Regions from separate parts of the Mus musculus genome. Here all the other regions are linked to region 1. Evidence: chromatin contacts called from public HiChIP or PLAC-seq and capture Hi-C data. All regions are on one chromosome and are shown on one strand. The core of a region is the stretch at or near the end of the contact, and the rest is flanking DNA. Distances in the headings are between cores, read along the strand shown.

Region 1 (4,368 bases), core at 666-3,165:
AACCCTTCAGTTAGTAAAGTGTGCAGGGCTCAAGGTGATGGGGAGACCCAGGTGAAGAGAAAGGATAACTTCTGCAGAGAGTTTCCCAGGCTACTGTCATGGCTGCACTGTAGAAAAGAAAGAGCATCATTAGAGTCTAGTCTAATGAGGTGACATTAGCTAAGCCAAGAAAAAGTCACTGCATGTAAAATACAATTATCTGGAGAAGAACGTGTAAGTACCCTTGGATACAGAACACAAAAACCAATTTTGATGAAATGAGAATAAAATTCTAGGAAAGGCAGACTGGGGAGTTAGAGGCTGCGCTTATGCTAGAAAGAAAAATAGGTCCGTTCTGTAACACAGGGTTCCCTTAGTTTCTGTAGAAGGATGGCTCATAAATTCTGGAATAGATAAGGCAACATCCCGAGGTGTTCTGTGCTTGTTAAAGGAGAGTGTGTGTGTGTGTGTGTGTGTGTGTGTGTGTGTGTGTGTGTGTGTAGGCCAGAAAGCAACCTTGGATGTTCTTCACACACTGCCTACCTGATTTCTTGAGACTGGGTCTCTCACTGGCCTGGAGCTCATAAAGTAGGCTAGGCTGGCTCATCATTGAGTCCCAGGATAGCTCCTCTTTCCCAGCACAGGTCACCCCGGCTGGCTTTTTATGTGAATAGTGAGGACCAAATAGGTCACCATGCCTGAGCACCTTACTGACTGAACTACCACCCTGGCCCATGAAAATTCTTTTAAAGATGAATTACTTTTCTTAAGTCGGGTAGATATGGCCTGAGGCACGAAAATAGCCAACTTTTTAATTTGTTTTTGGACAGATTGTTATGTGCTGGCCCTTGTTTTAAAGTCCTCACGAAATCTAGATTTTTAAAGCTTTTTCGTTAGATTTTTTTTTAATCCTCAGAACAATTCTATAAGATATATAACGTATGTTTGAGAGGTCAAACTCCATTTCACAAAACAGAAAAGTAAGACATGGAGAAATGACATGTTTGGACTGTAGAGATGGCTCAGCAGTTAGGAGTGTTTCTTTTGGAGAATTCCCAGTTTGGGTTCCCAGCACCCACACTGGGCGGCTCACAATCATTGTATATCTACTTCCAGGGGAATCTAGTGCCCTCTTCTGGTTTCTGTGGGCACCTGCACATATGTGATGCATATAAATACATTCAGGCAGACATAATCATAAAACCAAAAAAAATCTTAAAAATAGGAATTAAGTTGTCAGCTGAAGATTATAAATAGCAAGCAATATCAGGTTGGGACTCAAATCTAAGGCTTCAGAATTCCAAGCACTTAGCATATCTATGTCTATAGAATTAAAAATTTAAAAATACACATCAACATGCAGAAGTCTAGGCAGGAAAAAAAGATCCTTCATCGTTGGGGTGGTTTTTTTTTGGGGGGGGGGACCTACTACTATATTGTATTTAGTTTTTGCTTTCTGTAGATTCCAGGTCAGGCTTCCCGAATTAACTGGGAAAAGTTAAAAGTTTTAGTTCAGTGCTGAAGTTTTCTCTGAAGATTCATTTCAGAAATCAGACCCGGGTTCCTCCCTTGTCTGCAAAATTTATCTTAGACCTCAGGAGGGAAAGGCAGCTTGAGCTGTAACACAGCCACAAAGAAGATGGCAGTGAACGGCAATAAATAACACTACTGACGTGTGGGCCCAGTGCATCAGGAAAAAAAAAAAAAGAAAAAGAAAAACCACTCCTGGCTTTGAATGGCAGAAACACCACATCTGTGCGTATTCACCCTGGATCTAATGCAAGTCTTTTAAGATCCCGGGCTCTGAGACAGAGAACCGTGAGTCAGTGGGGAGGGGAGAGAGCAGAGATAAAAATAGAGATGTTGATTACATTGTTTCTAATTCAGCCCAGCCCAACCGCTCCAGCCTGTGAGTCAACAGCAGCGGTTCAAAGACACAAAAAGGAGCGGGATGCTCTGTGCCACTGAGCAGAAGGGACGCGGTCACATCAGCACCTCTCCGACTAAACAGACCCATGACACTCAGGCTGTGTGGTGTGAGTTCAAAAATGAACAAGTCGGAAGTAGCGAGGGACAAAGTGGACGCAGATCGATGGACAGCAGAGCTCTGACCCTCTAGCGGAAAAAGCTGCCTTTTGTAAGAATCCTGGGCTGTGGGGGATGGGCGACAGAGCTTGTGCTTAGAGGCCAACTTCCACTCTTCAAACACTGTATTGTTTTCTCTGGGGCATAAGGCTTACTGCCATTCCAGACTGGTCTCCATGGCAGCAGGAGAGGAGGGAGAGGAGAGGAGGAACAGATGGGGGTCACAGAGGTCTTAATTCTCATGCAGGGGTCCTCCCTGCCAGCCCCTTTCTCCTTGAGGACCTGTGACATGTTGCACCTTCTCGGGGCCCAGGAAGCGGATGGTTTTGGTTCAGTTCAACTGGCTAGATCTTGGGAGCCTACTTTGTGCTGGTCTTTTGCCTCTTCTAATTGGCAGTAGTGTCTGTTGAAAATGGCCCGCCTCTGCTTGGTTTGGAAAGCTGAAAATGAGGAAAAGGCCAAGTTTCTGTTCCCCTAAGCTTTACCTTTTCCCAGACCGGGGCTATAAGCAGCCACAATGACAGGGGGACGCTCAACTGCTTTGTCGCCCCAGACGCTAACGCTCTACCCTTGGAAGGGCTGAGGTGGTCCCTCTGTAGCCTTAGAGTTCCTGGGCGGGTCTCCCTCTTTCTAGTTCCTTGCAAGTGTATGATATTGCAGGATCCCTCTAGGGCAGACCCCAGCCATGACGTTCCTCTGACAGTCTATTCTCTCAGGGCCTATGGGCATCAATGTCACTCTGATTTTAAAAGTCAGGAACCTAGGCTCCAACCAATACATCCCTCTCCTTCAAGGTCCATTTTCCAATATCAGCAAGGCCCTTACTGTAGGCCTCCAGGGCGCGGTGTCTATTGTACTGAATTCCATTCACTTACTCCTGTCTTTCTTTCTTCTCACCCCGTTCTCTCAGCCTTCAAATTATAGGGCTAAAGTTCTTTCCAAATAATTCTCTCCGTGCCCACTCCCCTCCACCAGCTGTGTGGTCAGATGGAGGTTTCCAAAAATGCAACTACAACTGCACTAGAACAGCCTGCCTGTCAGTCTTCAGCGGCCTCTCTTCACTGTTAGCACAGCGGGTAGAATCCTGGAAATGACGTGACCCCAGACTATTTCCCAGCTTCACCCCACCTCACTTTTCCCTGCCCATGAGCTGTGTCCCTCTAAGCCCTAGGACGTCACGACACGCTTTTTCCTAGTCACCACGTTCTGTCTTAGCCCATCCCGACACCACTTTTGAGGCTTGAGTACTGGTCCCCAAACTTCAGAGTCCATCCCAATCTCCTAGCTGTCTCACTATCTTACTGCACAACATTGTGCAACACTATCTTATCGCATAATAGTGGAAGGTTGCTTTGTTGTATAATGTACACTTCTGCCACTCATGGCAACAAGGCTGGAATGGAGGAAATAAGTCCGGAATAGAACAGCATCGTGTTCACACATACCCGGAAGCTAAAGGGTTGCTCTCACAGAAACAGAGAGTAGGATAATGGTTACTTGAGCCCGGGATCAGGAGCAGGAGGGATGGGAGAGGATGCTCATGGCTCGAGGAGGGCCCTTCAGGAGGAAGTAACTTTAAACATTCTTTAGCACTGTGGTACAACAGCAACTGACAGCCGTTCCATAAAATTTCAAAATGGCTGACACAAAGGACTCTGGCTCTTCCCCAGAGAAGGAGGTGACCTTTGTCTGAAGTGACAAATATGACAGTCACCCTGAATGGATCATTATATATTATATGCATGTGTTGAAATGTCACACTGTATCCTGTATGTATGTGCAGCTACTATGTGTTAATAATAAAAAGTAAAAGCATTAAAAAGCAACATACACAAACAGAAATAGTGGCACATGCCTGTAATCACAGCATTTGGACGGCCAAAGCAGGGGGATTGCCCTGTGTTTAAGGCCAGCCCGGAATACAGAGTGAGGGTCCATCTTGAAACCCCAAGACGATAAAGTACAGAAAGAGGGACTGGAGACATGGCTTGATGGATAAAGCACTTTCCACACAAACCTGGGACCCCTAGCACCCACCAAAAAGCCATGGGGTGTGACAGCCTGTAATGACAGAGCCCCACAAGAGGAAACAAGCAATCCCTGGGGTAAGCGAACTTGCTAAACCAGCTCAGCCAGCAAGCTCTGGGTTCAGCATCCATCTCTGCCTCAGTCAATAAGGTGGAGATTGATGGATGAAGACACCTGAGGTCAACTTCTGGACTCTACATGCACCGTGTGTGTGTGTGTGTGTGTGTGTGTGTGTGTGTGTGTGTGAGCACACCCAGAACATACATACTCTTCAAC
Region 2 (4,368 bases), core at 1,080-3,579, 410 kb after region 1:
AGAACACTTAAGCGTATTTGTATATGTATATTTACTTAATTATTTTCAAATTTTCAATCATCAGGAATTCAGGGATGGCCTAACTGCATGTATTTGGGTCCAAGTTCTCTCGCCCTGGGTAAGAGCCTGGCTGGGACTACAGATAGGATGATTTACCTAAAGTTCGAGGATCTGCTTCCAAAGGGCTCACACGTAGCTGGCAAGTTGCTGTTGGCTGGCGGCAGGAGGCCTTAGGTTCTCGGCTCCATAGCACTGCTTGGGCATTCTCACGACACGGTACCTAGTTTTCTCCAGAGTTGAGTGACTCTTGAAAGCGAGATAGCAGATACACTGTCTCCTATGTGCTGGCCTTAGGGATCATACTGTCATTGTGCAATGTCCACTTCTTTGCACCGGTCACTCTTCCTTAACGTGGGAAGGAAATACACAAGGGTGTGTGTACTGAGAGGCAAGTTTTAGCTCATCTCAAAGACAAGCTACTATATCTACCTCTTGGCTCTGCCACCAACTGTGGCAACTGACTGCAGGAATGGTCTGCCTAATGCCTGAACCTCCCGCAAGAGTTCTACAAACCAGATGCAGGTGGAAACACTTGAGTAGCCTTTTAGAGAAAGGTCAAGGGCTTCTGGGTCCTTAAACCGACTTGGGCAGGTCGGAGCATGACAGATGTATTTCTCTCTCAGTATACCCTAACAAGGACAAGGCATGGTGCCTCCTTCACTGCTATTCAATCTCTGCTTGGGTAGCAGTGTCTAGATGGGGATAAGCAGTCACCAATCGCCAGGCACAGACCAGCGCTTAGAATACAGTTTTAAATCCAGTCCCACTCCTACAAAGCTCTTTTCTACTAGAGTATGGCTCTAGTCATCTGGTGGCCAGCAAGAGTTAAGAAGCCTCCTTAAGTGTTTGGGGTGACAGGGTGTCGTGGTACACGCCTTTAATCCCAGTACTCCGGAGGCAGAGGCAGGAGGATATCTGAGTTGGAGGCCAGCCTGGTCTACAAAGTGAGTTCCAGGACAGTCAGGGCTACACAGAAAAACCCCGTCTTGGAAAACAAAAAACAAAAAAACAAGAACAAACAAACAAACAAAAGTGTTTGGGGTGATAGCTGGGAATCCTGTGGGGGAAATGTGGCCTCGCAGGACTACTGTTCTCTTCCTGGAAGGGAAATGACCTTTCTGACTCAAATGAGAGAAGCTGCTGTCAGCAATTGCTCGATTCACCTCCGGTATGTCCGTGGATATCTCAGCGAACTTCCATTGTTGTCTGTAAGGTAGTCCAATTCTAACCATGAAGTTTAACCAGCTACTAAATGGGGGAGCCAGGACTTCAACTTGGCAAGCCTGACTCCAAAGCTAATGGTATACACTCCTGTCTCAGAGAGTCGCAACAGAGACTGGGTATAAATCACAAGAGGATAAATTCCAAATAGAGGAAGGAGGTCTCTCACAGCTTTGGCAAAGCCAAAGATGGGAGCTCAGACATCTTGATGGCCATTTACTTGCACATCCAGTTGTGCCCCTTTCCCTTCTAACTTGGTGCTAGCGATGCCAGGTCTGTCCTAAGGATTGTAGACAGTTGTTTGTGCTGTCTGCAACCCCCACGCCCCCAAGTGAAGCACTATCTTAAAATAAATAATCAAGACTCAGAAGGCTAAGTATCACAGCCTGTGACTGATAGGCTGGTGAGGTGAAGGGTTGGGGAGCAGGGTGGGGAGTCGGGGGACGGTATTAATAAATTCAAGGTCACAAAGCTCCCACCTGCCTATACACCTTCACACCAGGTTCTCCTGCAGAGGCTGGAGGCTAGGTAAGACATCTAGACTCCAGGTGCCAGCACAGGCCAGCGACGAAGAGGGGACAAGGTCCTCAGTGACTCCTCCTGGGGGTGGACACGCGTGGATGCCGGGGACAGATGTCTACTTGGGAGCCTCCTGCTGCTCAGAGGCAGGTCTCCAAGCCCCGTGGGAGGCTGGGGTCAGAGGTGTGTGGGACTCCCACACTAGGGTCGCGGTTCTCCTATGGCGGGAGCCAAGGATGCAGCAGCTCTTCCCGGGGACAGAGACCAGAGGGAGGGCGCCCTGCCCAGGGCCGCCGAGGCCCTAGAGGCTTTGTGTGTTTGGAGCCAGAGCCCCCACTTCCCTTCCCCGCCTCCTTCCCGCTCTCTTTCTCCGGGACCTAAGTCCCAGTGGAGGTTCCAGCAATTAGCACGCAAGGAGGGGGGCGGCCGGGGGCGGGGGGGGGGGCGGCGGCTGCGGGAGGCGACAACCCCGTCCTTGCCACCGGCCGCGCTTCCGCCAGCACTGCCTTCGTGCGCCACCTACCGGCCATCTAGGAACACTGCAGCGTCTGCCTGAACTGTTCCTAGGCAGATCTTGATCTCCGTGGACAATAGACAATGGGATTTTTTTTTTTTTCCTGAACAATGATTTATTTTAGGGGGTGGGGACAAGGAGAAAGGAGGGAGGAAAGGAGGGAGGGAGGAAGGAGCACTGTGTTTGTCATCGCTTTAGAAAAGAAAAAAAATCTCTGTTCTGTCATTGTTTCTGCATATCCATTATATGGAGGACAAAAGAATCCGGTCCTGGAACAACAAAGCCAAGGGAAATGTTTTCCGTGGCTGACATTTAATTGTGAGCACACGGTGCTGCATTATCATGGGGAGAGACTGGAGTAGGGGCATAGGCTGGCTTCAAAAGCCTGGGTTCTTTGCTTTAGCGTGTCCCATTTTGTATGGCCTCAGAGAGCCTCACTCAGATTGTGTGTTACACACAATTCCATAATTCTATAGTTTTTCAACCCACCGCAGGGATTCCTTGTGGATCATTTCATAGCTCCTCCAGAGTCTGCTCTTTTGCAGCTTGCAGAAACAGTCAGCTTTTCTTCACAGCCTTCATATGGATCCTTAATAAAATAATCTAATCCAACACACACACACACACACCGCTATCCTACCAGAGCTGTTGGAGACATTGGAGAACTTAGTCCCAGCCTGTCATTTGACAGATGAGAGAGGTGAAATGCTTATCCAAAGCCACACAACTAATTAGAGATAAAGGCAGGACAAGATCTGCTTTGCCCATCCTGGTCTTTGTGACCTGCCTCTTGCCGTTTTGATGCCCAGCAACCTCTGGCCTGACCAGTTCACAGCCATGGTCTCTTCCTTTCTGGCAGCCATTGAGCTTCCTTGCAGGAAGATGGGTGAAAACTGAGGGGGTGGGACGGACAGGCTTCCTAGCTCAGTGGCAATTCCTTCATTTATTTCTCCTTTATACAATGAAGGGGGCAGTATCTTTATTGGTTATTTTTTGTTATGATAATATGCAAAACTGACTGTAGCTCTCCATAACTCTCCAGAAACCATTTCTCTTGTGATACAGGGTTTGAACTCCTGTGATATAAGAACAAGGAATGTCTTCCATCTTTGGGACTATGTTTGGCAGTCTTCTGATAAAGGGGGCAAGTGGCTCCCCCCCAAAAAAACTTCAGTAATTCAAATTTCTTTGCAAGACCCTGTGATATTATTATTATTTTTATTATTAATTATAGGGGAGATGCAGACCACTGATCATGTGCTAAGAAATAGACACATTTTTTTCTTGTACCAACTTGCAAGAACATCCCACCACAGCTACAGTTGCCTTTAAAGTCCTCCAGTGTCACACTAAAACAGTTTCAAATAAGCCAGGCACAAAAGCAGCCGGCATGCCTTACACATCGTTCAGCCTGTTTAAAGCAAACAGACCCACCCCACGGTCCACAGACAACTAGTCAACAAGCAGGCGAAATTTCCAAACAAAAGACCAGAACATTCCGGAGCTCTCTTTAAACTGTCTTCTAAGAGCTGGAGAAGGAAACACTGGGTGGGCAGGCCGTGCCCGAACCTTTCGGCTGGGCTTCCGCACTTGTAGAACATTGGTTTATGCAGGGACCATGTGACACGGTAACAGAGAGCTCAGATCTCTAAATCTCGTTTTCCTTTGTGTCATCCTCCCTCCACCCCCTCCTGGATGGTGAGTCACCCGTCTCTGCAAAAAAGATCCACAGTTCAGTGATGTCCTAGGTGACAGCCGCATGCTCTGCCTTGGAGATTCCGCGCACATCGAGTGTGATCGACCGAGATAACAGAGGTTGGAAAAATCTGTGAAAGGGTTGAGCTGTTCCTCAGATGTGGGACATTATTTCCACAGGTTCGACAGTCTGAAGCATGAATATTACTCACTGAAACACTGCCATAAGAATTAGGAAAAGAAATCAGGACCGATTTTTTCAGGTAGGTGTATAAGGGTCCACATCGGGGATGAGGGGAAAGCCAATCACAGAGCTCATCCTAGGGAATGCGTTCCCCTCATGTTGCAGTCTGGTAAAT
Region 3 (4,368 bases), core at 716-3,215, 360 kb after region 1:
TCATCATATTACTGAAAAGATACTGGGCAGAATGAAAATGTAAGTGATATTTTCTTAAATATCTTTCATGACACTGTAACAGGTTTGCAATCATAGATAGATAGATAGATAGATAGATAGATAGATAGATAGATAGACAGACAGATAGATATAAAATTTACAGTAACATGACAAGATAGACCCTATCCTTTTCCAGTTCATAGACTCCCAATCAGCCATGCAAATTCTTTCCCATTGACTTCGATGAGATCTGCTGCCCAAGGCTCTGATACAGTGCCTTCTTGGCTTAAAGAGAGGTGCTCTCATTGGAAAACTTCATTGAGAGGACCCAAATATTCAATGTATGTGTGTGTGTACAATAAACAGGTGCATAAATGATGTATATACCTGTATATATGTAATATGATGTATGATACATCATGTTACAGGTAAATGATGTCTTGCCTGTATGAAGTTCCATATGAAGAACTTCTCATGGAAACCTAAGCTAAGACAGGCGCTTCTTTATCTCAGATGTTCTCTGCTGTTATCACATTGTAGTCTGCTTTTTAGGATATATATATATACTCACACACATATATGTACATACATTTATGTATGTACAGGTAATACATCATTTACCTCTAACATGATGTAGTATACATCATATTACATATATACAAGTATATACATCATTTATGCACCTGTTTACTGTACACACACACACACACACACATTGAATATTTGGGTCCTCTCAAAGTCCATAGTTTGATGCCCCATGCAACATCATCAGGTAGTGAGGACTTTGAGTGGAACTTTATAATTAGAATTAGTGATTATCAAAGAGCCCACCCAACACTTCCATCCCTCCCAGTTACTCAAAGACACAGCAAGTGGAGAGCCATCTACAAACCACGAAGCAGGTTCTCACTAGACACCAAATCTTTTAGCCACCCCCATTTTGGATTTCCTAGCCTTCAGCCCTATGAGAACAAGTTCCTATTACCTACACACCACCCAGCCTGGACCAGTCTGTTTAAGCAGCTCACACTAAGGGAGATGGTTTGTCTGAAGCCATCATTGATACACCTGCTTGCTACCCTGAAATGTTTGCTTCATGAGAATAAGCAATATTTGGATATCACACTAGACTAGCACCGAGGATGTAACTGGTACTGATGAAAATTCATTTAATAAAGGAAATGACAACAGAATGGTCTGGTTGAGTGTGGTAACACACACATGTGACCACAGGACTTGAGAGGCAGAGAGAGGAGGATGAGAAGTGAGTTTGGGGGCAGCCTGGGCTATATGAGACCTTGTCTCAAAACAAAAAACAAATAAACAGAATTATTGGCAGGAGCAAAGTGCAAAAATACCTTGGGCTAAAATTAATATCCAGGAATTTAACTGAATAACCTAAGTGGTGAGTCGGTGTTGAGCATCAATCATACAAACGAAGACTGAAAAGAATTTACTTATAGGAGCTTTCTCTTAAAATGAAAAACTTGTAACTATGGTAGGCTGTAAACTGTAAAAATTAGACTATGGAAAGGGTCAAAGCAATCTTGCTAGTGGCATGAAAAAGACTAGATTTGGCCTCTAATCTTAAACAACTAAAATAAAATAAAAATAAAAATAAAAACACTATAAAAATGGAAAACTGTTTCTAGGCACTGAGCTGTCCACAGCATAGAGAAGCATTGTGGAGAGAGGAGAAACACACAATATGATCTCACAACCACCCTGAGTTTTAGGTCCCACAGGGAAGCTGGCCAAGACTAGCAATCTCCCCAAGTCACGGAAACGGACTTGGGCATTCAAGAAAGTCACAGTTGCAGCCAGCCCTCACTAGGAAGGACAGCATAGTGAAGAAAGTCACAGTTGCAGCCAGCTCTCACTAGGAAGGACAGCATAGTGAAGGAAGCCGTACAGACAAGAATTCCAGTGATCTTTCCAGCACACCTAGTGAGTGACTCATAGGCTCAATGCTGACTGGCTCATCTGTGTGAGGACATCGCCCAGATTAAGATAACAGCCACTCAGAGACAATACAGGCCACGATTTGTGTGGACCTATGAAGTCTGGGGACAGTTTCTGTTCTGAGCAGGCAAGAGTGGGAATTCCTTTCTAATACACTAAGCAGTGAGCAGACAGAGTGCAGCTTCCACAGGGGAGGGAACTAAGCCACAGAGACTCCACTGATGTTTTTAAGTGATCTGAAAATGCAAAAGTGTGAAACTAGCCAGGTGTGGAGGTGCACAACTTTAATCTCGGTAAGTAAGAGGCAGAGCCAGTAGATCTCTGTGAGTTCGAGGCCAGCTGGTCTACATAGTGAGTTCCAGGATAGCTCAGGTATATATAGAGACACTATTTAATTACCTATCTATCTATCTATCTATCTATCTATCTATCTATCTATCTATCTATCTAATTACAGATATATATATATGTCAAGACCATATATAATATATATTATATATTACATATAATATATATTACAGTGGTCTTGACAGACTCAGAGTCCAGTCTTCTGCAATGTCCAATTGTGTTTAACTCGATCATAAGAAATACAGGTACATATAATATATATGTGTGTGTTTGTATGTGAGTATGTATATGTATATATATATATACTAAATAAACAGAAAAAAAAAACAAAGAAAAACAGAGGAAACAAGGAAAAGAGCCAAACTATTTTCACATAATTTAACTATTTCCTAGAATAAAACTTAAGAATAATCACAGTATCTACCACCCAATCAAAACTTGGCAGACACACAAAGACGAGGAAATAATGATCTAACATGAGCAAAACTCCAGAAATGTCAAAGTCAGCCCAGAGAAGGAGGGCTGATAGAACCATCACCCACACACCAAAACTGCTCTTGTGCCTGTATTTCTAAGGATCAAATTAGACACCATCGGACATGGCAGAAGACTGGACTCTGAGTTTGCGAACCACTGTAAGGGAAACACTTTTTTTTTCTTTTTTTTTTTTTTTTTTTGGTTTTTGGTTTTTTTCGAGACAGGGTTTCTCTGTGTAGCCCTGGTGACTTGTTAAATAGTAAAAATTTGTTTCCCACTCTTCTAGATGCTGGGGAGTCTAGAGGGAGGAAGCAATAGACTTGGTGTCTGGGGAGAATTCTCCTCATCACAGGTGAGACCATTTCACCTTCAACATGGCAAAAGGGCTCTCTCTTGGGCTTCTTTTAAAGGGTAACAATCCTGGAATTCATGAACAATCTGAGATGGGTCATTTCCCACAGCCCTACCTGCTAATGCCATTGCACTGTTGAATAGGTTTTGGCATACAGAGTCTCAGGGCTGCCACATAAGACTACAGCAACTATTGGTCATGATGACACGACAACACAGCAGTGAAATCTACTGGACATGAAGAACACAGAGGGGAAAGACGAGATTGCATCTGTGGGTGCAGCAGTGTGGGCACGGCGTTTGAACTGTGGGGAAATTTCAAGCATCTGAAATAAATATGTCTGGAGAGTTAGCAAAGATGAGAAAGAAAGAGAGACGGAAATATACGTGAAAAAGCAATAACTAAAAAGTTTCCGAATTTGAAAGAAACTATAAATTCATATGCAAGCAACAGTAAGATGAAGAAGGAAACTTCACAGTCCATCTTCTTGAAGTCAATAACACACAGAACAGTTATAAGCTACAAAGGTGAAAAAAGGAATCACATATAGGGAGACAAAATGAGAATTATTATAAACAGAGAGACAAGTAAGATATAATAAACAGAAAAGCTAGAAAAGAATTATTTGGAGGTAATTTTAAGCCAGAGAGATAGTACAAGTTCTAAATTAAAAAAAAAAAAGTAGGTTAATTTATTTAGATTTTTATACATAAAAAAGCACATTTTGAGGCAAAGCAAAATAAAGACTTTTTAAATAAAGTATATTTCATAGAGATAAGAGTTTTTGCATTCAAATTGCTGAAAAATTAACCACCAACAGACTTGTACCGCATTAAATGTTCAGGAAGAAAGAAAATGACGTTAGACAGAAATCTGGATTTATATTCAAAACACAGACAATACAAAAATTGTTAAGTGCAAGAAACATTTTTTTCATTTTAAAAATATTTCCAAGGTGGTGAAGTTGGCACACACTTGTAATACCAAAAGTTAGGAGGCTAAGATAGATGGATCAGGGTTCAAAGCCAGCATGGGTGATTTAGCAAAACTCTTTCTACACACACACACACACACACACACACACACACACACACACACACACACACACAGAGGCTCAGAGAGGGGAAATGGGAGTTTATACTACACGAAACAATGCACTATTGTTTGAAAATAGAGATACTGCAGAAAAACAAACAGAAAACAACTGCATCCTGGAAGCTTTCATCAAT

The links. HiChIP or PLAC-seq counts read pairs in DNA pulled down with a chosen protein or histone mark. Capture Hi-C pulls out chosen DNA fragments and counts their contacts.
Region 2: a contact with region 1 is called in a capture Hi-C map of embryonic tail, with 10 times the contacts expected there. The contact joins two enhancer-like sites. A contact is called at or near these places in 4 of 15 datasets of contacts at CTCF or cohesin (CD8 T cells, the NIH/3T3 cell line, large pre-B cells and 1 more), 37 of 484 Hi-C or Micro-C datasets (the AtT-20 cell line, the G1E-ER4 cell line, the HL-1 cell line and 26 more), 37 of 115 datasets of contacts at active chromatin or transcription factors (the 230-238 cell line, CD8 T cells, the NIH/3T3 cell line and 30 more) and 4 of 9 other capture datasets (adipose tissue, embryonic tail, embryonic trunk and 1 more).
Region 3: a contact with region 1 is called in an H3K27ac HiChIP or PLAC-seq map of trophoblast stem cells, with 9 read pairs. The contact joins two enhancer-like sites. A contact is called at or near these places in 1 of 15 datasets of contacts at CTCF or cohesin (the NIH/3T3 cell line), 1 of 484 Hi-C or Micro-C datasets (bone marrow-derived macrophages), 5 of 115 datasets of contacts at active chromatin or transcription factors (astrocytes, bone marrow-derived macrophages, embryonic basal ganglia and 2 more) and 2 of 9 other capture datasets (embryonic stem cells and liver).

Annotation. Positions count from the first base shown.
Region 1 is chr3:51,787,041-51,791,408 of GRCm38.p6, forward strand. All of the region lies in intron 2 of Maml3 (mastermind like transcriptional coactivator 3), which reads right to left. Among named protein-coding and RNA genes, the nearest start is that of Gm46803, 82 kb to the left of the region's middle. RefSeq lists an enhancer at 812-4,368. Within about 2 kb of position 1,916, at least 277 of the 459 cell types and tissues checked have an H3K27ac peak or open chromatin away from gene starts, as enhancers often do. A contact at or near this core is called in CD8 T cells, the HL-1 cell line, the N1E-115 cell line and 24 more, where this site is marked.
Region 2 is chr3:52,194,207-52,198,574 of GRCm38.p6, forward strand. No RefSeq gene overlaps it. Among named protein-coding and RNA genes, the nearest start is that of Gm30074, 16 kb to the left of the region's middle. Within about 2 kb of position 2,330, at least 151 of the 459 cell types and tissues checked have an H3K27ac peak or open chromatin away from gene starts, as enhancers often do. A contact at or near this core is called in CD8 T cells, the HL-1 cell line, the N1E-115 cell line and 23 more, where this site is marked.
Region 3 is chr3:52,149,361-52,153,728 of GRCm38.p6, forward strand. No RefSeq gene overlaps it. Among named protein-coding and RNA genes, the nearest start is that of Gm30074, 29 kb to the right of the region's middle. Within about 2 kb of position 1,966, at least 29 of the 459 cell types and tissues checked have an H3K27ac peak or open chromatin away from gene starts, as enhancers often do. A contact at or near this core is called in trophoblast stem cells, where this site is marked.